6 separate regions of the Mus musculus genome follow, and all the other regions are linked to region 1. A link is a contact called in public capture Hi-C data. All regions are on one chromosome and are shown on one strand. The core of a region is the stretch at or near the end of the contact, and the rest is flanking DNA. Distances in the headings are between cores, read along the strand shown.

Region 1 (3,907 bases), core at 1,238-3,737:
GCAGATGGAGCAGACAGGATCTCTCTATGTAGCTCTGGCTATCCTAGTACTCGTTCTGTAGACCAGGCTGGCCACAAACAGTACTCAGCCTGCCTCTGCCTCCCAAGTGCTGGAGCTAAAGGATTGAAGTGTACTGCCAGCACCACTGGCTGGCTGGAAACTTGTCTAAATGGGAGAAATGAACTTTATTGTTTAAATCACTGTACTTCAAGGATCTCTGAGGTTAATCCAGCCCAATCCAACATCATTACTGCCCTGGCTTTCCTGAGCAACAAGACTGTGTCCCCCGCCTGCCACCAGGGGCTGTTACATAGCTCCACCATTGTTGACTATAGCACTTAAATTGGGGCCCCACAAGGTTTCTTCTTGGCTTATCAAAGAGAGTGGCATACTGACCAGGACACAGTCTTAAATCTGTGCTTCTGGAACCCACTACAGGGTCTACCATTGCCCTCAAATGACTGGAACTAAGGAGCTCACTGGGGAAGCATTTACCCAGCTTGCTCATGGCCCTGGGATTAATCCCCAACACTTAAGAGACTCATGATTTCCTGAACAGAATACTCAGTTTTGCACTTCAAGTAGAGTTCACTGACCATCACCCCCCCACCCCCCCAGGCTCTCTCCCCCAGAGCCTGGGGCTTCATAGACTCTCACGAGAGAGAGAGAGAGAGAGAGAGAGAGAGAGAGAGAGAGAGAGAGAGAGAGAGAAAAAACCACCTGTTTTTGCAGGTCTCTCACTGAGTGTGGAACTTGCCAATTTGGCTCATGAGCTGCCAGACTGCTTCAGGGATGCCCAGTGCTGGGACTGTGGAGATTTCTACATCACTGACTTTAGGCCTGTGTCTCTATAAATGCATCCTGGGAGAGGGGCTGGGTTTCTGGCAGAGTCAGCAATGGCCACCACTGCGGTGTGGGTATCTTTATGCTAGTACCAGGTCAACAGTCAACAAACTGCTTCCACCTTACTTCCAAAGGGGGCTGTCAGATGCTTTTCCGTCACCCAGGACATCAGTCCCACTCGATGGAGCATCGCTTGGAAACTTAGAAAAGCACACCCACCACAGGCTGACCTGAGAGATGTGAGGCACACATGAAGTACACGCTCGCCACTTAGAACACAAGGAGACCGTAAAGCGACTGGAGTTTATTGCCGCGATACCGTTAAGTAGCTACAGAGCGCAGCTCCTCTCTTTCTCTTTAAATGCCATCTTACCACAGGCATCTAAAGCAACAGCAGCAGCTACAAAATGGTGTCTGAATAATTCTGAGTTCAAAACAAGATCTGTGTACAGGCAGAATAAAAAGATGTTCAATTAATAGTGTGCCATGGACCGGAACAAAACATCTGCAACTGGGAGTTTTGTGTAAACCGTAATAGAGATGCGACTCACAGAGACCAACAGTAAATTCTTGTTTCCTTGTACAGTTTAGTGAGGTGGTCTGTGTTCTTGCAAACGACTTACAAAGTACAAGAAATGTTGCATGTGGGCACTAGGCATAAAATATTTCATTTCCTTACACAAGGCATAGCAGTGGTACAGGGAACCCAGTGGGTACCCCGCCATCTCTCTTCCAAAGATGAACCTCCCAGAACGGCAGTAGATGCCTGGCAGCAAGCCACCCATGACAACTTTTTTTGGTTGTTTAAAATACAAGCACATTCTCAGATTGCCCTCCTCGGCTGTAACCCCCCGACGTGGTGGGAGGCAAGCCCTCAGCCTCTTGCGTAGTTTCCCCTTAGAATTATGTACAGGACACCTACAGATACGGTACACACTAGTATGAAATCAATGGTAGTTTGCGATTCCAGACCTGACCCCGTGGTTAACTAAACAGACCACGTCGGTTCTGAACATTGGTTCCCAGTTAAGAAGGCTCTGAAGCATCTGCATCAGACACAGGCTTCTCGACGGCCGGGGTGCAGTCGCTGACTCTGTCCTCAACAGTGGTGGGGACCTTGGAAGCAGGAGACGTCACATCCACAGTGAGGGAAGAGGCGTCTGCCTTTGCAGTAGTCATGACAGGGTCAGAAGGTGGGCCCATGGCAGGAAGGGAAGACAGCGGCTCCCCTGCGCTGGCTGCAGAAGAGCCCTCTGGAACCAAAGGGAATGACGGGAGGAAGTCGGACAGCATGGGGAGAGGTGCAATGCCAGGTAAGTTTCGGGGAGGCAAGGAGGGAAGAGGTGGCAAACCTAGGATAGAAACAGCAGAGGTCACATATTCTCCCAGCAACCAGAGCACGGCCATCAAGCTCCTCTACCTGCCCCTGAGAGCCTGCAGCCGAAGCAGAGCTCTTTGCTCACTGCCACCTTTGCTGACCTCTAACTGGAGGCTGGGGCCAAAAGCTTTCCAGGCCCAAGCTCCGTGTACTCAGCCCTGCACTCAGGAGTCTGCCGATGCGACAACAGCTCCCTCCAGAGCCATGGGAAGCAGTGCTCCCTGGCGTTCAAGGGCGCTGGCTGGATGTGAGCTAGGAGGATCCTGCCCAGGCAAGGCGCCTCTTGTCAGCTAAGAGGAGGAGCTGTGGAGGAGCAGCAGCACTGCCTCAAGGGAGCCGCCCTGCACCTGGGGAGGCCCCGCACTGCCTGTGCTGCTCTTGGTGCGTTATTCTGGAGATCTTCAGAGAGGAAAGAGCAAAGGGAAGGCGGATTGTACGGGGTATGTCCAGGACACCACTGGCTGGAGAAGCTGTCCTGTCCTTAGAGGCTTGCTGCATTTAAAGACAGAGGGACCAAGAATATGGGCCCCAGGGAAAAGAAGCAGGGAGTGTGGTCGGTGCAGCTGGGGCTTTCTAGGTCCCTTGTTCTTCAGCCCTGGCACTGAAGATGTAAAAAATGCAAACCTGTCAGAAGTGTGACAATGACAACCACTATTCAGTATGGAGTGATCACTGCAGTGTCATGATGGGCAGTCACAGGGAGCGTCAGCAGGAGCAGGCTTGGGGACTGCTGCTCCCTTTTCACCTGGGCATATGACCTGAGAGCCACCTGCTGGCAGCTGGTGCTCTGGGTTACTATTATAAAACCATCTGTCAACCCCCAGAACACTTAGCTGGCCCGAGTGCAGAGCTGTGGTCCTAGCACTTGAGAGGCTGAGGCAGGAAGTTAATCCAGGCCAGCTACAGTGAGACTCCGCCTGCCCCTCCAATCTCAGAAAAACAAAAATACCAGGCCTGGACTGCACAGAGCAGTCACCAGCATTTCCTGTGGGTAGCATCCTTAAACAGGAAGTGAAGAGAGGGGACTCAAGCATCTTTATTAGGTGACTGTACCACACTGTCAAATTCAGTGCACAGTGCAACTCCACTGATCCTATGGTAGCCTGCCTGGGGCCAAACCTACCAGGGTGTAGAGAAAGGGAGGGAGGCAGAAGGCCGGGTCATGGACTTCTTTCTTCTTCTCCATATAAAAGATGGATACTGATTAGAAGTAGCTGAAATGTGTTTAGCTGAGATGCTCTTTCTGGAAAAGACTGAACGGGAGGCCTCGCTTTCCTGAATCCATGTTTTTATTAGCAATGTCTTAGGAGGGTAAGGCATGCAACATACCCGGGCTCCCGAGCTCTGGCAAACCGACCCCTGGCATGATGTGCGGAGCAGGGAGGTTGAAGTTGGAGAGGCTGGGGAGGTTGGGGAGGCTAGGCAGCCCTGCTGACAAAGGCATCAGACCTGAGCAGAGGGCGAGAAAGAACACAAGGTAAGTCGTTCCCCTGGGAAGGAGACAGGTCATCACACGCTGACAAAAGGATCTCTTCAGAATTCCGACACCAGGGTTCACTGATGAGCGACAACTGAGTCTCACAGAACGCGCTCTGCCTCGTCTGAGGGATCAGGCTGTGAAAGCAGCAAATGCTACACAAGCAACACACGCTCCCACGGCCCTGGACCAGAGAGAAGGCGCCTACC
Region 2 (4,245 bases), core at 456-2,955, 640 kb before region 1:
GTGCTGGATACAGTGTCCATGTGCCGTGTCTCACTGTTACCCACTAGTGTCCTGGTATCCTGCTGGGTAGAATTAGGTAGCGGTAACCTGATCCCTGTCAAGTGGTAATACTGCATCCTGCTGTCATATGTTGCCTTGCATTGATCTTAAAAACTTTTAAAGAAGGTATTTATTGCTCTAACACAGATTGGATTCTAAAATCAATGAACATAATCAGAAGAAACTCTTACTTGTTTACTAATAAACATATATAAAACATGCTATCTGCTCTAGAATTTCTATTAAACTCTTGTGCACATTGCACTCCAATGGATTTCCTAGGACCGGAAACTGGTCCCCCTGAGCTTTCCCAAGGACACACCCATACTGCACAAGCCTTCTAAATCAGGAATGCCTTTGATACAGTACTGTGTTGTCCAGGTTGTACAGGGTACAGCAAGTAAAAAATGTATTCTGCACTTGCCTTTTAAGTGGACTCCCTTCTAAGGGGAAGCCATAACAACAGTTGTTATTCCAAGTGTCAGGACATGGTAGTACATGTGCCTTTTCTCTGTGGAGAATAACTATAGACGTGGATAGTGTGAGAGTCTAGTGGCCATAGACTATGATCATTTGGTGTGCAATAGAGGCACACGGGTATTTGATTAAATCAGGAAGAAAATTTAAGATGCTTTGTATTGCTTTCCGGCATCATAAAGGACCATTTTGAATAAAATACACAAGGCTACTAAAGTAGCTTAGAGTTTGACATTAAAGGGGAGTATTGGCAGGGTGTTATGCCACGTGATAGTAGACTGTTAGGGCTTGTAGCTTCTGTGATGTTCTTTAACTATGAACTCATCTTTCCTGAGAAATGAACCTTTATGTATATTTGGCAGCAGGACTCCTCTATTTGACTGATCACACAGTAATCCCTTCTGGAGGTAGGTAAAGGGTTAACACTTCCCCTACAGAGTGCCTGGGGAGTTCACCTAGGATACTAATTCCTTCCTGGAAGTAGAGGGGAAGTAGAGGCGGAAGCTGAGGGAGTCTGCATGCTGAGGCCGGTTGGTCGGGACTTCCTCCACCACTTCCCGGTGTTGATCTTTTCTGTTGTTACATTGTTGCTGTTTGTTTTCTTTTCTGGGCTCCTAGTTGTTCCTCCTCTTTCCTCCCAATTTCTCCTGCACTGAAAAGCACATCCACACGTGTCACTGTCCTGTCTTTTCCGTTGTACACTGTAAGGATAGTCACCACTTACCCCAGGTATCCAAAGGGCCATTCTTGACTTCACCCTAAGAACTATGCAGGTGAAACCAAGCTGTTTGAGGAAAAAAAAAAATTCCCTTGGCAATAAAGACTGCTCCGTCTCAAGCCTTTAAGTTGGAAGCAGCGGCTCCTGCTGGAATCCTTGAAGTCAGATGTCAAGCTGGGCTGATGGTAGGCGGGCTGTGTCACGGGGCTGATGGCTTGTATACCTACAGGAGGAGTTCTCTGGCCACAGCGTTGGTACAGCAGCTCCTTCAAGGCTCAGTCACGGAGCGGGCACGGTGGCAGGCTTGGAGAAGAGTGCCAGCCCCGGTCAGAGGTAATTTTGTACTGCAGAAAGGTGCTGAAGACCTTGCAGGAAGCGTCCCTAAGAACCAGGGGAGGGATAAGGGGGGGCATGAGATGGGGAGACACAGTGGGGGTTGCCGGGGAATCAGAAACCTCTGTTAAGACATATTTACATAATATGCTTCAATGTGTATTTCACCTAGTCCAGTCTTCATAAGTGACTGGTACAGCTAAACTGACTAATAGACTTTTTTTTTTTCGGGGGGGGGGGGAAGCATTTTTACGTTATCACATTCTCACCTTTACCTGCTCTCCAGACAAATCACGCGCTCCTCTCCTTTTGAGCAAAGAGAACATAATGGCAAGCTACTTTTGTTATCTGGCCCCAATTCCCCCTTCAAAGGAATTATAAAGCTCATTTTTCCCTAAGCCCATGTTCTCTGCAGGAAGTGAAAAAATGGTCTATTGTTTTTCCTCTGTCAGAAACATGAATGGACTTCCTGTTTCTTCCAGTAGTGCCAACCTAGTGTAGCCTCCTGGGTCATGATCTTGCTGCCAAGATGTGCTAGTCACGCCGGGCCAGAACTGTGGCCTCAGAAATAGTACTAATACAGAGTGCTGTTTAGGGCTAAAGATCCTTGTGTGCCACTGGAAGATGGGATTTTCTTGGGGTGGGAAACTTGATACACAGAGAGATGGATCAGGGATGCTCAGGGTTCATGGTGGTCTCCCCTCTCAGGTCATGCAAGACTCAGGAAGATAAGGGCAGCAGCTGATGGAGCCATTGCCTCGTGCAGGAATACGCTTCTTGGTTCTAGGACTTTTACATCGTTGGTTTTTGTTAACACATCCCAGGGGCAGAATAGTGGCTACTATAAATTAAGTCTCCAGTAGTTCACTAAATCGTCTCTGTGACATTCCTGAGCCAGCTTCAGGCGACAGTAATAGAATAGGGACAGATTGGAGATGACATTTCACGAGGTGCTGGATAGGTTCACAGTCTTATTAGCCCTAGTCACTTTAGTTGAGCCTGGGGTGTTACAAAAAAAAAAAAAAGGACTGAAAGTGTGATGGAGTGGTTACTCAACGGGGATGACGTCACCATGAAACCATACACAGAGCTGTCAGGGGGAACATTTGGGGAGAAGTAGAAAATGTCCGAGTACAATTTGAGAAAAATGCTACTTCTGTATTTGAGAGCCTGCTATGACTAATTTAGATCATTATCTTAATGGCTCGAACAGCGTCTAAGTTCTGAGACAGCTAGGAAGTTAGTAAGAAAGAACTTCCCATTTAAGTTTTTATTACAGGGCTCGTTCAGCTCCGTGATGGAGTGCTTGCTTAGCATTGGCGGGGCATAGGGTTGATTGTTAGCCCACTTTAATGAGGTGTTTTTATCTATAAGGATTGTTTTCAAATATGCATTATAAGTCTAGTTTGTGAGCCTAGTATGGTAGCTCATGCCTGTAATCCCGGCCATGAGGCTGTGAAGGAGGAGGATTGCCAAGAGTTCAAGGCCATACTGGGTGACAGACAGTATGAGGCCCTATTTCAAATAACAAAACCAAGCCAAACAAAATTATGCTAGGCCGGATAGTGTCAGCCTATAATCTCAGGTACTTGGCAGCTGAGGCAGGAGGATTGTAAATTCGAAGCCTTCTTGGGCTTCAAAGTAAGTTCAGGCCCAGCCTAGGCAACCCAGACCCTGTCTCAAAAAAGAAGGTGGGGGGGGGGGGGGCAGTGCTACAGGTAGCATAAAGCAGACAGCAGTAGCAGGAAGCTTACCTAGCATGCTCAAGGCCCTAGGTTCAATACCCAATACCACAAATAAATACACAGATAAATAAACAAATAAACAAATACAATTTAGTAAATATCCTTTTGGTAATGTCAGAAAAAAAAGTTGAAGCCATTGAATTTTGTTTGTTTGAAGGGTTCTGAGTCTTTGAGGCTGTTTTGCACTTAAGATTCTGATAGTTTCTTTCTTTTTTAAAAAGATTTATTTATTTATTATATATGAGTACACCGTCACTGTCTTCAGACCCACCAGAAGAGGGCATCGGATCCCATTACAGATGGTTGTGAGCCACCATGTGGTTGCTGGGAATTGAACTCAGGACCTCTGGAAGAGCAGTCAGTGCTCTTAACCACTGAGCCATCTCTCCAGCCCAGAATCTAATATTTTCAAAACATATAAAAGGGATCCAGTTTTAACTGCTGTTACATAAAATCATGCAGATAGCTTTCTTCTCCTTTTGTTTTAGAGATAGCATCATGCTAAGTAAACTCAGACCTGCTATGCAGCAGTAGATACATTGCATATTAAATAATTGAACGTTCTGAGTTACAACTTTTAAAACTAAAAGCTACTGTGAAATAGCTTCCTTTCTTTAGCCACCTTAGCATAACTTCATATTTGCAATGACTTATTCTTATTCTGCATTTCATTGCATTTTTTAATCTTTTAAGTACCTTTTTGTTAGACTTGTTTTGTATTTGGGACATGGTCACACCTTGTAGCTCTGGCTGACTTGGCACTCTTTATGTAAACCAGGCTGACCGTCAGTTGACAGAGATCCTCCTGCCTCTGCCACCCAAATGCTGGGATTAAAGGCCAGCATTACCATGTCTGGTTGGTTTGACTTCCAAAATAAGCAAACTTAGGTTCTTTTGAGAATAGAGTGATTAATTATATTAGATGGCTCCTAA
Region 3 (4,005 bases), core at 353-2,852, 660 kb after region 1:
TTCCCTCTTACGACGAGTAGTGAGGGAACACCCCCAGAGAATGCATAGAAAGTGTCTCTGGAGTACATCTCCTCACCCAGATGGAAGTGGGACTGGTGTAACACACTAGTGTCACAATCCCAAGACCCAACAATGAACTCCAAAATCCTGAAAGGGCAAGCTCCCTAAAACCTGAAGGTCCCCAAATCCTAAATGTGGAACTTCTGGAAGCCCAACCCCTCCAGCCTCAACTGCTGCTTTCCCAAATGGCAACATCAGAGAAGCAGAGTGACATGGGACACATGAATGATGAAAATTTCCATTGATAAATGAATCATTTGTCGACCCCTGGACTCCTTCCAGCAGAATCCTAGGGCCTCTTAATGAATCCAAGCAGCATGTGCCTGGAACAGCCAGTGAAGTTACAGACTGGCTCAGAATATTTCTGTGCATTGTCAGGCAAAAGGACTTTCAGGCAAATGGGTGCTGCTCTGGTATCTGTACTGTTGGCTCCAAACCTACACGTGAGCACGTGGGATGGGGTTCCACACCCTCCCCCAACAACAGAGCCTATATCAAATCAAAAGAACTTTTAAAGAAGCAGCTCCTCAAAGAAAAGGAGTGCATTTTTAGAGGAGGGCAGTGATCTAAAAGAAGACTTCAAAATACAGCTGCTGGCTGTGGAAGTTGGCCTGCACTCAAGGTTTCCCTGTGCAAGGTTTCCCTGTAGCTGTCCCTATTGTGTGCTGTTCTCATCTGTCAAATAATTCCTTCTTGTGCCTCCCTTCACAGTGGGTTGTCATCATTTTAGTAAAAATTTTATGTTTATATTTTAATTTTATTTTACATTTTTAATTATTTTTATTTTACTTTATTTTAATATTTTACTAATTTTAATAAAATAACTGTTGTTTTTCATCTTTGAATCGTTAGCATACTGGAGACGAAGATTATATAAAGACTTTTAGAGAGTTCTAATTCATGTTTTTTTTCCCCTCAAAATTGAATACATAAAAGTACCTTACCATTGTGTGTGCATGTAAAAATGTTGACCCTGTCTGGGGATGCTAGCTCACTGGTAGGGTTCTGTAGTGGAATTTTTCCTGTACAATTAATTTAAATATTAATACAAAAAGAAGCCTGTGATTGGACAGGGAAGAGGAAGGCAGGGCTAAAAGGTCCAGAGACAGGAAGCGACACAGGAAAAGGAGGAGGAAAATGGAGGATGAACCGGACGATTCAGATTCCAAGTGACTTTAAATAGCCACAGGTAGACATAATATCATATAGGGATAGAATAATTGGGATAACTTGTCTAATCTAGGTGGGCAGCTTGTATTATTGTCAATTGGCTCTGAAATTATTGTATGGGCATCTTGTGAATTGAGAATTTATTGATATATAAGTCTGACATTAATTTTAAGCTTCTAGAGTTTTGATTTACTGGGTTACTGTAATTTGGGACCGCCAACGACAGTGAGTGAATGGCTGAGAAGATGCAGGCAGCTCTGAGGCAGGTGAACCGAAGTTGGGAAGACCTTCACACAGAAGCTAACCTAGAGGTGGTGGAACCGCAGGCAGAGAGTAGCTCCGTATAGGGACACCACTGGGGTTAAAGGCGTGTGCCACCAGTTCTCACGATATACCCAGCTATTCTCTGCCCCAGTGGGCTGGCAGGCCATGCACTGGCGGGCAATGGCTATCTCGTGGAGACTCTCTTACTCGAAGCTCCAAAATCTCTCCACCCAGCTCACAAAGTTCCTACTGGCGCAGGTCGCTACCACGCCAGCTCCATGCTTCAAAACTCCCATGGCCTTTGTGGTGAACATCAGGCAAACCCACACTTTGCCACCCATACCTTTCTCTCTGAAACCCAGTCAAACCGCTGCATGAAGGAAAACACTACACAAACTTAATTCAGAATCAACGATAACTCAATCACTGGGCACAACAACTAGAATCTTAATCTTGTAAGCCATATTAAATCTAAATCCTCCGGTGGCAAATCCTGGCAGATCCGCCATTGAAACAGGAAACTTTAGTAGCTACATCTTGTCCTCTCGTTATCCCCATCCAAAAAAGCCCCTATCTCTCTCCAGCTTCCTCTCTTCCTCTGTCCAACCCAGAAGTCCCGCCTACTCATCCAGTGGTTGATTCCTTTATTCATTAGGTATGTGACTTTCCTCTTTCCAGACAACACCAGGGCCATCCACAACAGGGTACTAACCTAGCTTGCCGAAAGCTCTGGGTTTGATTTTTGGCACATCTGCATTTGTGAAAGGTAAGATTTCTCTGGATCTTGGCCTCTGTGGCCATTACATATGTTGGGGTGACCTGTGGTAGTCAAAAGATGTAAGATGCCCAACACAGTATTTCTGATGACTCTAGTTATCAAGTTGTGTAAGTGTCAACCACAGGGGTCTATCGCGGTACACGTTTCTGTTTTTTTGGGTTTTTTGTTTGTTTGTTTGGTTGGTTGGTTTTGGTTTTTCGAGACAGGGTTTCTCTGTATAGCCCTAGCTGTCCTGGAACTCACTTTGTAGAGCAGGCTGGCTCGAACTCAGAAATCTGCCTGCCTCTGCCTTCTGAGTACTGGGATTAAAGGCGTGAGCCACCATGCCTAGCTTGTCTGGCTTTTTATGCTGTGAAAAGCCGAAGATCTTCATGGTCTGTGGGCCCTGAAAACTTTATAGTCAGACAATTTTTCAAGAATAATGTTTAAGTTAACTGTTGTGGTGGTTTGGGTGAGAATGGTCCCCAGGGGCTCATGTTTTTGAATGCTTGGCTTCCAAGTGATGGAGGAGTTTAGGAAGAACAAGAGATGGTGGTGGTGTAGGATGCATATCACTGGGGGTGGGCTTTGAGGTTTCAAAAGTCTATGCTATTCCCAATCAGTCTTTTCTCTGCCTCCTACATGTGGATAAGGATGTAAATTCGTGGCTACTGCTCCTGTGCCATGCCTGCCTATCACCATGCTCCCACAGTGATGGTCATGGACTCTCTCTGAAACTATAAGCGAGCCCCCAGTTAAATACTTTCTTTTCTAAGTTACCTTGGTCACAGTGTCTCTTCCCAGCAGTAGCAGTAAGATGGCTGCTAAAGGCCTGATTTCCTGGGATACTGTATGTTCCTTTAATATAAATTTGGGCTTTCTCTTATTCCAGCAATAAAAATAGGCCCTCTTGTCCTGTCTTTTCTTTTCTTTTCTTTTTTTTTTTTTTTTGTCATTATTTCCTTTTATTGAAAATAGAGATGGCCTAATCGGCCATCACTGGAAAGAGAGGCCCATTGGACACGCAAACTTTGTATGCCCCAGTACAGGGGAACGCCAGGGCCAAAAAGGGGGAGTGGGTGGGTAGGGGAGTGGGGGTGGGTGGGTATGGGGGACTTTTGGTATAGCATTGGAAATGTAAATGAGCTAAATACCTAATAAAAAATGAAAAAAAAAAAAGAAAATAGATCATTGTCTCATACAATAATATATCCTGGTTTTAGTTTTCGCTCCCTCTACTCCTCCTAGTTCCTCCCCACCTCTACTCCCTGTCTCTCATTTGAAAAGTGCAGGCATGTAAGAGATAATTACCAAATAAAATAAAATTAAATTAAAAAAGATGAAGCAACAGAGCAATCCGACAGGAGGAAGAGAGTCCCAAGAGCAGGTACAGGAGTCAGAGACCCACTCACTTCGTCCTACTTTTAAAAGCCCCATTTTAAGTCGCTTTTAAATGTTGCAGAGGAGGTGCATGGATATGATTTCTTGTATATCCTTATCTTTCCTCCTCTTGTGCTCACAACTTACACATTTATAGCACAACGAGCAGAAATCAGCTGGTATTAGCTTACTATTAACTAAACAGTTCTTACTTGAATTTTGTCAGCTTCACTTTTATCTATTTTTGGAATTTTACCTATGACTTCACATTGTATTCCTTAGTTCTTTCCAGTCTTGGCACTCTAAGAACAGTAGAGCTGACAACTCGTGCTGTGGAGCAAACTTCTGATAGAGACTAATGGGAACTGGAGAGT
Region 4 (4,518 bases), core at 1,166-3,665, 530 kb before region 1:
GGCAACAAGATCACCATAATATGCTTAGCCACTTATTGGTTTCATTCTGTTATGTCAGCTAAGAGAAGAAAAATAGTTTAGAGATAAGACAGGGAAACATGTAGAGGTCTGGCTAGGAAACAGAAAGGCTAAATCTTAAGACAGTGCAGGCTACACAGCTATTTAAAGATATTAATTCTGTGTTGATCAGCTTATGCTCTTTTGGTAAACACAATCTCATATGCCTTTACATTCTTTCAATTTTTAAATAACTACCATGAGCTAAAATACAGTGATGACACCTGGCTTCTTTCTCAAAGCCTGCTTACTGTTGCCCTGAACAGTTCTACTTTGGCTAGATCTAACATTCTACTCTTATGGGCAGCTAAAAATTCTAAATATTTTCATGCCAATAGCAAGCTGATATTTAATCAAGAATGCAGGGGCTGGAGAGATAACTCAGTGGTTAAGAGACCTTGCTGTTTAACAGAATATGTTACCTAGTTTTATGTCAACTTGATTGAAGCTAGAATCCTCTGAAAGGAGGAAGCCTCAATTGAGAAAATGTCTCTATAAGATCGGGGTAGATAGGTGTAGGCAGGTAGGTCTGCACAGCATTTTCTTCATTAGTGATTCATGAAGAAGGGCCCATCCCATTATGGGTGCGGCTCCCTGTGGGCTGGTGGTCCTGGTGCTACAAAACAGGCTGAGCAAGCTTTGGGAGCAAGCTAGTGAGCAGCACCCCTCCATGGCATATGCAACAGCTCCTGTCTCCAGGTCCCTGCCCTCTTTGAGTTCCTTCAACTGAACAGTGCTGTGAAACATAAGGCTTTAATAAACCCTTTCCTTCCCAAACTGCTTTTGTCATGGTGTTTCCTTTATCACAGCAATACTATCTCTAACTAGGCCTCAGAAGATCCCAGATTGGTTCCCAGCACCAACATGGTGGCTGACTCCCTTTTCTGACCTCTACAGAGAGCAGGCTGCACCTGGTGCACATACATAGAAGCGGGTAAAACACTCACACATGTAAAAGAAAAATAAATATTAAAAAAAGTTAAGCTGGGCAGTGGTGGCGCACGCCTTTAATCCCAGCACTTGGGAAGCAGAGGTGGGCAGATTTCTGAGTTCGAGGCCAGCCTGGTCTACAGAGTGAGTTCCAGGACAGCCAGGGCTATACAGAGAAACCCTGTCTGGAAAAAACCAAAAAAAAAGTTAAAATCTTTCAGTAACCACTCATATTCATGAAATACATTTTCATTAGAAAGAAAAAAAAAGCATAGCTATTTACACTGTCAGTTTACTTCAGCAAAAAAACCAAACTAATGGTTTGAAGACTAGCAATAGTTTTTCCTTTCATTGTCTCCCCTTTTCTCTCCAGTTTACACTGGAACAACAATGGCCTACAGAAGGACTAGGGAGAGAGCTTGGTGAGGAAGGATGAGCGCTGTGCAAGCCTGGAGGGCCGACTTCTGTCCCCATGTAGGGAGAAGGAAAGAACTGACGTCCCAAGGTTTTCCTGTAGCCACCTGTCTGCCACCATCCCACCCAGCCCCAAAGAGGAGTAAGAAAGCCTTTAGCTGGGCATGGTGGCACACCCCTTTAATCCCAGCACTCGGGAGGCTGAGGCAGGTGGATTTCTGAGTTCGAGGCCGGCCTGGTCTACAAAGTGAGTTCCAGAACAGCCAGGGCTATACAGAGAAACCCTGTCTCAAAAAAAAAAGAAAAAAAAAAAAAGAAAAAAGAAAAAGAAAGCCTTTGCTTGAAATCCTTAAGCAACCCTTCCAGACTCAGAACAGTTATGGTGCCGAAGCTATCACTATTTCTTTGCAGCTCCTGCCACTGAAGCTTGTGGACAATGCAATGAATGTGGATCAGGAATTCCCGTAGGTGGAGTGAAATGGAATTGTTGTATACTTCCAGGATCTGAAGGCTTTGTCACTATGACACTGAAGACAACTCGGTTTGAAGCTATAGCAGAAGAAAGGACTACCAAATTAGATCAGATTCTGCTAAATGGAAATAATACAACACTGGTTCCTGGAGAAAGACCTGAATATGAATGAAGTTCCTTGACTTATGCTAGATATAGCCTTATGTTTAGATTCTATAGCCTAAGTTTCTGTAAAGGGAAGTGCATCTACTTTCCTAAGCTAATAATGGTTATCTTGGGAAAGACTGTTTTTGTTTTGTCTGCCTCTTTAAAGACTAATAAAGGTTTTTTGTTGCTGTTGTTGTTTTGTTGTTTTCTGTCCTGCCCAAGATCTTGTATCACCGGCCTCTACCCACTTCTGCTCTTTGCCTCTCTCTGGCTTTTTACACTGCAACCACAGGAGCCCAGCCAAGGCTAGCTTTACCCTCACTGTTCCCTCCACCTGGACTGCCCCCACTCTCAGCCTTAGCATGCTGGGCTGCTTCTGATCTTCCTGTTCTTTCAAAGCTCTTCCTGAGCACCAGATCTAAAGCTCAGTCTCACTCTGACATCACCATGATAATCCAGCTCCCTACAGGAACTCTGCAGGGCACTTGTCTATACTCAGAAGCCCATCCCCCAGCCTGGCTTATCAAAATACTCAATACTTTTTGAATTAATGAGTTGGTTGAGTAAGATTTTTCTTTAAAAGCTGTAAAACTAAATATTACAAATTCTCCTGTAGGAGAAGAAATAGAAATGGAGGAAGAGGGCAGGCCCTCTCACTAAAGAATGATCTTTCAAGAAACAGCAGAAGTGGGCTAGGAATTAAGACATATGAGCAAGTAAATTAGTGCAATGGAAGTCAGGGTGGGACTGGAGGGGGGGGGGAAGATTCATAGAAGAAATCCACACCCCAATGGCACAGAAAATAAGAAAACAAGACCCTCTCCAGACCTGTACAACTGACAAGTGATGTGCTTCAGTTACTAGGATAATAAGAAAAGTAATCGAGTTAATTTGTTTTTAAAATCAAAATATATAGCACAGGATTATTAAAGACATAAAAATTAATGGGCTACAGTCTTCAAATTCTAGCAATAAAGAAAAACTATGAGCAGGAAGGTGTAACAATGAAGCAGATGTTGAGAAAAACTAGCCTTTTCATCTCAAAACCTTTTAGAAATAATGATCAGTTTACACTAAGGCACATTGTAGTTACTGCCTCTGGTGTACATCCCCTAGGATAGATAAAATTAGCCTGCACCCTAGGTACAATGGTACACACCTATAATCCCAGCACTCAGAAGGCCAAGGCAAGAGGATTATGATTTCAAGGTCAGACTGGGCAGAAAACCCTGTCTCAACAGCCAAATTCAAAACCCAAAACAAAAAACCTCAACAAGATGAAACATTGCTAAGGAGACAGCTCTGCTCAGAAAGTGCTCACTGCACAAGTTATGAGGACCTGAGTTCTAGCCCCAGAACCAGCTATGGTGGTGCACATGTGTAATCCCAGCCAAGGAGATGGAGACTGGTGGACCCTTACATTCACTGGGTAGCAGCCTAGTCTACTCTGAGAGCCCTAAGTCAGGAAGGAAGGTAGCACCCAAAGAATATCACTCAAAGTTGTCTTCTGGCTTCTTCATGCGTGGCACCTACCTGGACACACACCAATATGCCATCACACACAAACACACACACAAAGATATTAGCTCAAAAATAACCTTGAAAGGTCAGGTCCCCAAAGGATAAAATGCCACACTAAAACACATTCTCTGTAGCAGCACCTAACACAGAACTATATTATTTAAATAAGCATGAAATGCTTTCAAGTATGTAACTAGATCTCAGTATCTCTTCTATGCAGCATATTGGTCTAATATAACTATCAAGATGAATAACACAGGAAAAAGACCAAGACCAGGTGAAATTATGTGCTTTCTGGAACTGCGAGAATGCTATACATTTCTCTCCTTCTCCTTTGTTTTGAGGATTTTGTCTTAGTACACCTTTTCCTGGCCTACAAAAAGGAATATAGAATTAGGTTAGGAAATACTCATCTTTAAGTTTAGCATAGTGTGGTGCATAGTAAGTTATTTATTTAAGTAAGAAAATTAAATTGGTAGCTTGGTATGTGTTAGTAGGTATTAATCTTGATTTCCCAAACAAATAAAATAACTCTGTACTGATATATCTGGGGGGAAAAAAGGAGTTTCAAGCAAATGGTAATGCTTTTGAGACAAATAAAATATGCAAAAGATATCAAACCAATGCACTGAGCTTGGATATGTCTGAGCTCAACAGAATATATGCCTGTTTCCCATGAAAAGATACAGTTAGGTCCTTACCAATAGGGGAGTCCGTAGTTAGTCCCATGCTTTGAAGCAATGCCTCAGCTTCTCTTCTTTTTTTTTCAAGATCAGACTCTTCTTGTACAGAAACAGCAGCTTCCTTCTTCTGATCAGTCTAAAATTTTAAGTCAAAACCTCAAGTTAAAGTATGATATGAAACACTTCTACATATATATATATATATATATATATACATATATATATATATATATACATACATACATAATGTATATATACATATATATCTTATTTTTAAAGTTTTATTTTTATTTC
Region 5 (4,131 bases), core at 785-3,284, 590 kb before region 1:
CTCCCCAGGGCCAGGACAGGCTGTGTTGAATGGAACATGCATGGAATGAGCAGGGAACACGGTTGGGTTTTTTCTCTGCCTTCCCAAGAACAGTTTCCCTTCTCCATTGCCTCTGGCTTTCTGCCTGGCGTGGAACTCTCGAGGCTTGGAACTCGTGATTGAGGTTGACTTGGTAATTTGTTAGTTTTGGGGGGTTTGGGAATCAAGTCATTTATACTGGGATCTGATCGAATGCCTCCCCTGTTTCCCCTGCCACTCCGATCCCCACTCAAGCTCCCTGCCCCCACGCCCGGCAAAGCTGAGCAGGTCATGCAAACCTGGGACATCCGAGAGCCCTTATGAATCCTAAATGCTGCCTTGCTTAACATTCAGAAAGTTCCAATTACATATTGACAAGTTGCAGAGACCGGCAGTAGAGCATCCTGAGTTAATGTTGTATTTTGCTTGAAAACACTTAAGAGGATAGATCTCATGTGTGATTACAACAGAAAACAAGTTAATTATTAAATTATTTGTCTTTTTTTAAAAAATTTATTTATTTATTTATTTATTTATTTATTTATTTATTTAATGTATGTGAGCACACTGTAGCTGTACAGATGGTTGTGAACCTTCATGTGGTTGCTGGGAATTGAATTTTTAGGACCTTTGCTTGCTCCAGTCAACCCTGCTCACTCTCGCCAACTCTGATCACTCAGTCCCTGCTCACTCCAGCCCAAAGATTTATTTATTATTATACATAAGTACACTGTAGCTGACTTTAGATGCACCAGAAGAGGGCATCAGATCTCATTACGGTGGTTGTGAGCCACCATGTGGTTGCTGGGATTTGAACTCAGGACCTCAGTGCTCTTACCGCTGAGCCATCTTGCCATCCCATTTATCATTATTTTATGGGCATTGGTGTTTTGCCTGCATGTCTGCCTGTGTGAGGGTGTCAAATCCCCTTGGAACTGGAGTTAACAAATAGTTGTGAGCTACCATGTGGGTGCTGGGGATTGAACCCAGCTCCTCTCTCCAGCCCTGCCACATTAAGTTTTAAGACCCTAAATATAGCATTTCTAGAAATGCTAGAAAGTTCTTTGTTGTTAGAATGCTGCAGCCACCCGGGGTTAGCCTGGATGGATGTCCATTTTCCTTTAGAAAGCTTCCTGCCCCACATGTTTGCTCTGCCTACCCCATCCCACCCCAATTCCCCTCACATCACTTCTAATGCTGTTTGAAGGACATCTGAGCCTGTCACTGATGCCTGCCCGCTTCCCATATTTACACTCTGTTTTGCACTGTTTCCTCACCGCGTGACAGGGTGCCAAAGCCTGTTTCCTCCGAGACATTCCCTTCTCCGCAATCTATTTTCCCGTGTACGCTCACTGCAAACTCCTCCTGGCTGATGAGAACGGACGCGTGGGAGGCATCAATCTCCTGACAGCGGGAGCCTTGGCAGGTAACCACAGATCTTCTTAACCAAAAGAATTCTGCCAAGACGCACCAAACCTCTGACTTGGAGCTTTATTTCTGGAAGTTATTGTTGGGATCCGACTTAGCTGGATATAACCGCCTTTTCTCCTTTGTGGGGATCTGATTCTGATGAGCGTTAATTACATTTGCATAATGTGGATAAACAACTTAATGCAGCTTAGCAACTTGGAGCCAAATTAGATCTGCCCATCTAAATTGGGCTTCCATCATTAGCATGTGTCTTAGCCTCCTGGGCTCCTAAAACCTTGGGTACAGCCAACTAAGGTGGAGAAGTCCTTTGCTAGATCTGCTCTGTTGGGCCAGTGCTGATAAGCAGTCTCTGCCTGCCCTTAGGATTGTCCTGTAGGGTAGTGCGTTCCCACTCTGGCTCAGAAGCTGAGCTTCACGAAACTCTCGCTTCTTGCCACCACAGGTTAGACCAAAGCAGCACCCTGAAGCCCTCAACTCCTTTCTCAGCGTTCAGTTTGGTTAATGGATGCTTAAGTTGCTTACCCCCTCTGCGATAGGCTCAGTGCTTCTGGAGGGTGGGGCTTGCATTACGTCCTTCCTGCCTTCCCTGTGCGGCCAACATAGGAGTAGAGGCTCAGGCAAAAGACACCAGATTAGGCCCAGGAGAGTCTACCAGGGGGAGCAGCCTGGCAGGAAGAACTGACTCAGCAGTAGCTGGGGTGAAAGGGGTTGAATGCGTGTGTGTCCCTGTCCTTCCTTACTCCTGAGTTACCAGGGAACTGACTTGGAACAACAGGGAGCAACCAGGCATCCTTACATTCAGCAGCACAGAGGAGTGACAGCAGAAGGAAACGGTTCATTAGGCTTCCTCACAGCTAGTAACGAACCCACACAAAACTCACAGACTCAGGACTAGGACTAGACTCTGGTCCCTGCTTGGGGTTTATTTTAGATTTATTTACATGTGGGAGGCAGAGACAGGCAGAACTCTGTGAGTTTGAGGTCAGCCGGGTCTATATAGTGATTAGTTCCAGGACAGCCAGGGCTACCTTGTCTCACAACACAAAAAACCAAAAGATTTATTTACTTTTATGTTCATGTTTGCCTGCATGTATGTATGTATGTACACCATGTGCATACCCGTTGCTGAATGAGGCCAAAATTGGGTATCAGATACCCTGGGGCTGGAGTTATAGATGGTTGCAAGCCATGAGGATTCTAGGAATCAAACTTGGGTCCTCTGAAAGAGCAGCCAGTGCTCTTAACCACTGAGGCATCTCTCCAACCCCACTGCTTGGCTCTTAATTACTGAGTTATCTTCTACTACTTGTCCTAAGTATGGTGTGTTAGGAGCCCTGGGTCCTGGCAGTGTTGAGATGAATACACTGTTCTTGTTTATGACAACAGAGGACAACTTAAAAACAAACAAGCAAACAAACCAACAAAGAAAAACAAGAAAACAGGGCTTTGAGCCCTTGTCTGGGGTCCTGCAAATGCCTTGGCCTCCGTCATTTGTGAGCTTGGTTGAATGAAAACAGCCAGTGATGCCGGTTTAACCTGGCACCAAGTCCCCCCCCCCCCCCCCGCCTCGCCACCCTCCCCAGCTCCTTTCTTGTCCTCATTAGACTGTTAGGAAGGGGATAACGGCCAGGCTTCCAGTGGGCAACAAACAGAACCACATAAACAGTTACCAAGTCACACCAGCTTATAGACATTGGACCTATTTTCAGAAAGAGGCGAGTTTTTCTAATTATTACCAGGCATGCTTCGCTAGCAGGTACTGAGAGCATTTGAAGACCTGTCCCAGGAGGCATGCAGCTCACCTGCTTCCCTCTGAGCAGGGTGCTGGGCTGATCCAAGGGACATACTGGCATCATTCTCTCATGGAGCCCCTCAGAGCCCCTCAGAGCCACAAGCTCCATCTGCCTAGCGATGGTGAGACAGTGAGATTTGGGCCAAATTGAATTCCTTCCCCCTGGGGAAGGTCATGCTGCTCTCTCAAGGTCTGTTTTGTTTTATGAACAAAACCTATGCTTGAGAAATCCATCTTCCGTGTCCTGCTGCTGCTGCAGCATCTCAGGTGACCCCAGGGAGCTGTGGCATGTGTGTGTTGGGGAAGGGTGGCCTCTGAATGATCGGTTCCTCTGCTGCTCTTTAACTGGATGCCTGGCCGGCTCTCACTGAGGTTGTAATGACTGCCACACTGACTGTCACATGAGCAGGTCTGAAAGGAGGCTTGCAGCCTCTCCCTTAGCACCTCAGACTGGCAAGTGCTTGATGCTTTTGACCCTCACTCACCCCACAGTGTGGTTGGCAAGGATCAACCAAGACCACGCACGATGCTTTGATGCCACATGCAATCTGTGGTGCATTAAACAGATGTCACAGGAGAAAATACTTGCATCCTATTTAAAGATGAAAAGCCTAAAGGTTGTTAAGGCCGGGAAGGGAACGTGGCGATTCCTACCTACCTCTAGCAGTGCTTCTCTCTCTCATTGTTCTCTGGGATGGGACATTAGAGACATTTCCTTAATTCAGAAAGAAAAACAAAACCTTTCCACCCCAATTCTACTGAAACCAGCAGCCAACCGGCAGGCTTGCTGACACTTCTTTCCACATGCGCCTCCGTATCTGTGTAAGGAGCTCTGAGTACCCCTTGGGTTACAGTTGTGGACTTTCTTATTGGATGTATGAAGTCCTTAG
Region 6 (4,371 bases), core at 1,344-3,843, 550 kb before region 1:
TTATAAGACTTTTAAAAATTATCAAATCTCATGAATCCCCAAACTAGTATAAACTTGAAATAATTTATTTAAAAATGTTACAGGACATATAGGTTATATAATCCTGTCTACCATCTCTTTTTGCTACAAACTAAGGTAGAAATCATAAAAAGGGGGGACGGGGGAAGCATGTATTTTTCTTGCCCACATACATCTTAGTTGTGTATCAGGGAATGGCAGCAGGCATCTGCAACAGAGTCCATCTCCAGTAATGAAAGCCTATTCAGAAAGGGGCTTTCCTTGTCTGTTATAGTCATTTCCCTGACCCATGTACAAAATGATCTAACACACACACACACATACAACCTACACAAAAGAACGGTCAAGGATGGGACCAGCTGCCAAGTCACGGTCCCAGCAGTCAGGCCAGCTGACTAGATAGCAGCAACCAGATGGCACTGCTGGGCTTGTGTCTTTCTGCTGCAAGGTGGCAAGGGGATGGCATAACATTCTTCCGCTTGACTGCTTCCAATCCTGTGTCTCTCCCCAATGGTGAGCCTGTGCAATTACCCACACTCCAGGAGGCTACAGACAAGCCTTTACCCTGCAAACAAAATGCAGCTTGTAGGCCACACCAGCTGCCAAACCACACACAGTGTTAGATTTAGAGAGCTAAGAAAACCTTTCCAACTCTATAGTCTAAGCAATAAAAATATAACTGTACCTGTGCAGAGAAAGCTTTAAATGACACTGTATAACGCACACAATGATACAACCTCCAACTTAATCAGAATGATAATGACGTATGCCAATCCTACATTACTTGAAATTGAGCGATTTTTACGTCTGACAAGTTTACAGAACTGGGATAAATGGCACGAGTGATTTCAATATATGCTCATACTTTTGAACCAAATGGTGAAGGTTAAAATTTTTCCTTTCAAGGGCCTCAATCAGCCACAAAGGAAAACAGTAATCACTGTCTTTTCAGCCAGCCCAACCGCATTTGTCAGCCCTTTCTCCGTCAATGCAGCCAGAGCAATCAACCTGCCAAACATTCAGAATGGAAAAACAATCTGAAAATACAGGGTATAATGCACCTGCCAGTGAAAATGGCCATTTCAAGAAAAGCTAGTGATCTCAGTGACCCTGCTGAGGAGGCGGTGGCGCAAAGGGGAAAGAACACGTAAAAGAATTCTTAGTGATCGCCACTCTCTTGCACACTGACACTTCCTTACAAAGCATGCCAATTACAGCTTTTGTGCTACTTAAAAAAATGAAAGCTTTTTTGGGGCAAAATAATCACATAGAGAAACAGAAAGACACTACTCCTTCTTAGATGAATTCTCATACACAAAGGATTATTAATCTGAAAACAGTGTGTCTGATGGTGACTCTATCTTGTACTGTTCCAACATTAGGATGCAACTCTGCCAGAGAAAAATCTTCAGGGATACCGAAATGAAATAATTTAATTACATTTATTTATAAGCTGAGTTCTAGAATAACTTAACATGAGTGTTGCTCTCATACCACTGTGGGTTTCTTTCTCCTTTCTTTTCTTTTTACATTTAGTATGAGAAAAAAACATACCTCAGCTTTTGCTAATACCATCAGCTTTCCTAATTCTATTAACTACCAGGTTCACTGTATGTAAATTCTAAAACTAAGGATATAAAGTCTCCCTAGATCCAGCACAAGTCCTTCTCGAGCATGGTGACTTATAAATGACAGACTCCAGCCCATATTGTCTCCTCCCTCTACTTGGCTGTACTACCCCACTCCTACTTACCATTCCCAAAGATGGGGGTCAAACTCCTGTTGTAATGCATATATATATGTATGTATATATATATATATATATGTATATATATAGTCAGCATATTTTAGTGCTAAGTGACTGCATAATGTGCATATTTAACAGGAAAGATTTCATACAGACATTCTTTCCTTCTGAAACATTAATGTGGATAGTGTGTTAGCCGCTGATCTGTGTATGTTTGCTACACAACATTTGCCAACACAGGTGGATGGTTAACAGCAATTCCTTAAACACAACCCTTAGAATTCCATTTTAGAATCAATAAACTGATATCCTTTTCTATAATGATTAACCATGGACTTAAAAACTGTAATTAATACTTAAACCAAGTTTCAGAAAGGCCATTTAAGTAATTATCCAAGAATATAAAAGCAAACATTAGGCTGCTCTAAAAAAACTCTACAAAAATAGACTATTTTCACTATAAAGGATATTTTCAGTAATTACCTACTATGTGTGTGTATCTATACACATACATGTATAATAGGTTATTTACTACACACATGCACACATATATGTATGTCAAGTACAAGATTGTTTCTCTGAGTCAATATGCCCTTCTTAATAAGTATTTTTACAACCATGCTATCATAGGACCACTAATGAAGCCCCAGATTTCAACACCACAGTTGTAAAGCTTGCCTCCGACACTCCCTGTTACATGGTAAGCTATAACATACTTAAAACTGGAAGAAGGTAAGGGATCAGGAAGACTGCCAGCCACATCACTTTACTGATGAATATTCATTGCTCCGTGCTAAGTGATTAACTCCGTGCTTGCCTTGAGGGGGAAGCTGAGGTTTCAGCTGAGCAGGAAAGAGCACAGAGAAGTGGCAGCGGCTTTAGAACGCCCATCTCTTGTGAAATGCATGTGAACTAAATCTAATGAACCCCTGGATTTTTACTTTGAGTTAACACCCAAATTGTGATGCATTTTGGTGAGAATAAAAGAAAACTGTTGTGTAAATTAAGCTGCACTACAGACAACAGCAAGGAGTGAAATTCCAGTTGCTAGAACAATCAGCAAAGCGGTGGGTTAATCGGTTAAATCATCTGTGAAATGGGTGGCTTCTGCCCACCTGAAGGAAGATGGCTTCTGAACGGGTTCTCTTATTTACATGCCATTCATACTTAAGGTGCGTTTAAGAAGCCATAAAGTACACTTTTGACTAATTCTACAATATCTGTGTTTAAACAGTAATATGCAAGATCTTAGAAAGTCCATAATAAACAAACACTGTCACTTATAAATCCCTTATAATTTCCAGCATACAGTTAATAGATCCCATCTTGAGTGCATTGCTATTCGGGAAATATTAATGCTGGTAACAGTTCATTGCTAGTCTTCTTATATTGGTATGAACCCTTTTAAGATGATTTAATATCTCATGATGAATTCCTAACTTAAACCAGGGCATTTGTGGCTCATAAAAATTATTCAATTTATAAGTATCCCTATAAACATTTATTAGCAGTGGGAATTTCCCAATCATTAGTTTAAAAGTCCAGACCAGACAGGAATGACTTTCCCCTAATATTTTTTAAATAACCTTAAAAATCTATCTGTCTGTCCATCCATCCATCCATCCACCTACCTATCTAATCCATCCATCTACCTACCTATCTAATATGTGTATGTATGTGTGTAGGCACATGCCTGGGCCCATGTGTGTCACGTGGACATGTGAATGTCAGAGAATAACTTACGGAGGTAAGTTCGCAATGTGGGTCTTGGAGATCAAAGCCAGTCATCAGGGTTGGCAGCAAAAGTGTCATTACCCACTGAGCCATCTTGCCCACCCCCTGTGAATCTATTTTCTTCTGCTGCTTTTTTTTTTAAAGATTATTTATTTTATGAGTGCTCTATGTGCACATATACCTGAGTGCCAGAAGAGGGCATCAGATCCCATTACAGATGGTTGTGAGCCAACACGTGGTTGCAGGGAATTGAACTCAAGACCTCTGGAAGAGCAGATAGTATTCTTAACTGCTAAGTCATCTCTCCAGCCCTAAATCTATCTTCTTATACCTTCAAATCAAATGGATATTTAAGACAGTTTCCAAAGGAACAAAGTTGTAGCAGTATATCCATAAGATTCATTCTTTTTCTTAGTTCTGTTTTTTTTCCCCCTTCTTGAATAGAATCACTTGTATTTGCTTAATGATTTGTATTTTCATCAAGGGAAACAGAGCTGACATTTTAATCCTGAGTATTTTGAATTTGGATATAATGTTTGGGAGATAAGAAAAGGATAAAGTAGAAAGCATATGCCATCTATTTTTGCATGGGATTTGTCTCAACATAGTCTTGGTTTTTTTTTTAAAGATTTATTTATTATTATAAATAAGTACACTATAATCTCATTACGGGTGGTTGTGAGCCACCATGTGGTTGCTGGAATTTGAACTCAAGACCTATGGAAGAGCAGTCAGTGCTCTTAACCACTGAGCTACCTTTCCAGCCCCCATAGTCTTATTTTTAATCTTTATTTTATGTGCATGTATGTCTGTTCACCACATATGTGCAGTACCTGCAGAGGCCAGAAGAGAGTGTTGGCACCTGCTGGGGC

Evidence for each region. Capture Hi-C pulls out chosen DNA fragments and counts their contacts.
Region 2: a capture Hi-C map of embryonic stem cells shows a contact between it and region 1, with 2.4 times the contacts expected there. The contact joins two enhancer-like sites. A contact is called at or near these places in 1 of 484 Hi-C or Micro-C datasets (embryonic stem cells), 2 of 115 datasets of contacts at active chromatin or transcription factors (bone marrow-derived macrophages and embryonic stem cells) and 1 of 9 other capture datasets (embryonic stem cells).
Region 3: a capture Hi-C map of embryonic stem cells shows a contact between it and region 1, with 5 times the contacts expected there. The contact joins two enhancer-like sites. A contact is called at or near these places in 1 of 115 datasets of contacts at active chromatin or transcription factors (embryonic stem cells) and 2 of 9 other capture datasets (embryonic stem cells and liver).
Region 4: a capture Hi-C map of embryonic stem cells shows a contact between it and region 1, with 4 times the contacts expected there. The contact joins two enhancer-like sites. A contact is called at or near these places in 1 of 39 promoter capture datasets (liver), 4 of 484 Hi-C or Micro-C datasets (Sertoli cells, embryonic stem cells, liver and 1 more), 8 of 115 datasets of contacts at active chromatin or transcription factors (the 230-238 cell line, bone marrow-derived macrophages, embryonic stem cells and 4 more) and 3 of 9 other capture datasets (adipose tissue, embryonic stem cells and liver).
Region 5: a contact with region 1 is called in a capture Hi-C map of embryonic stem cells, with 4 times the contacts expected there. The contact joins two enhancer-like sites. A contact is called at or near these places in 1 of 15 datasets of contacts at CTCF or cohesin (large pre-B cells), 2 of 115 datasets of contacts at active chromatin or transcription factors (both in embryonic stem cells) and 1 of 9 other capture datasets (embryonic stem cells).
Region 6: a capture Hi-C map of embryonic stem cells shows a contact between it and region 1, with 4 times the contacts expected there. The contact joins two enhancer-like sites. A contact is called at or near these places in 1 of 15 datasets of contacts at CTCF or cohesin (pro-B cells), 13 of 484 Hi-C or Micro-C datasets (the Ba/F3 cell line, the HPC-7 cell line, the N1E-115 cell line and 7 more), 3 of 115 datasets of contacts at active chromatin or transcription factors (T-cell acute lymphoblastic leukemia, embryonic stem cells and memory CD8 T cells) and 2 of 9 other capture datasets (adipose tissue and embryonic stem cells).

The regions. Positions count from the first base shown.
Region 1 is chr2:70,688,946-70,692,852 of GRCm38.p6, reverse strand. Gorasp2 (golgi reassembly stacking protein 2) reads right to left here. Exons shown (of 10, transcript NM_027352.4): 9 at 3,551-3,670; 10 at 1,128-2,195. The coding sequence ends at 1,870. Among named protein-coding and RNA genes, the nearest start is that of Gm38528, 13 kb to the left of the region's middle. Within about 2 kb of position 2,487, at least 41 of the 459 cell types and tissues checked have an H3K27ac peak or open chromatin away from gene starts, as enhancers often do. A contact at or near this core is called in embryonic stem cells, where this site is marked.
Region 2 is chr2:71,325,756-71,330,000 of GRCm38.p6, reverse strand. All of the region lies in intron 4 of Slc25a12 (solute carrier family 25 (mitochondrial carrier, Aralar), member 12), which reads left to right. Among named protein-coding and RNA genes, the nearest start is that of Slc25a12, 40 kb to the left of the region's middle. Within about 2 kb of position 1,705, at least 73 of the 459 cell types and tissues checked have an H3K27ac peak or open chromatin away from gene starts, as enhancers often do. A contact at or near this core is called in embryonic stem cells, where this site is marked.
Region 3 is chr2:70,028,203-70,032,207 of GRCm38.p6, reverse strand. No RefSeq gene overlaps it. Among named protein-coding and RNA genes, the nearest start is that of Myo3b, 8.9 kb to the left of the region's middle. Within about 2 kb of position 1,602, at least 2 of the 459 cell types and tissues checked have an H3K27ac peak or open chromatin away from gene starts, as enhancers often do. A contact at or near this core is called in embryonic stem cells, where this site is marked.
Region 4 is chr2:71,219,143-71,223,660 of GRCm38.p6, reverse strand. It overlaps Dync1i2 (dynein cytoplasmic 1 intermediate chain 2), which reads right to left. Exons shown (of 16, transcript NM_010064.4): 3 at 4,243-4,360. Among named protein-coding and RNA genes, the nearest start is that of Dync1i2, 9.5 kb to the right of the region's middle. Within about 2 kb of position 2,415, at least 11 of the 459 cell types and tissues checked have an H3K27ac peak or open chromatin away from gene starts, as enhancers often do. A contact at or near this core is called in embryonic stem cells, where this site is marked.
Region 5 is chr2:71,276,829-71,280,959 of GRCm38.p6, reverse strand. Slc25a12 (solute carrier family 25 (mitochondrial carrier, Aralar), member 12) reads left to right here. Exons shown (of 18, transcript NM_172436.4): 15 at 1,306-1,444. Among named protein-coding and RNA genes, the nearest start is that of Dync1i2, 67 kb to the right of the region's middle. Within about 2 kb of position 2,034, at least 13 of the 459 cell types and tissues checked have an H3K27ac peak or open chromatin away from gene starts, as enhancers often do. A contact at or near this core is called in embryonic stem cells, where this site is marked.
Region 6 is chr2:71,241,688-71,246,058 of GRCm38.p6, reverse strand. All of the region lies in intron 5 of Dync1i2 (dynein cytoplasmic 1 intermediate chain 2), which reads right to left. Among named protein-coding and RNA genes, the nearest start is that of Dync1i2, 32 kb to the right of the region's middle. Within about 2 kb of position 2,593, at least 8 of the 459 cell types and tissues checked have an H3K27ac peak or open chromatin away from gene starts, as enhancers often do. A contact at or near this core is called in embryonic stem cells, where this site is marked.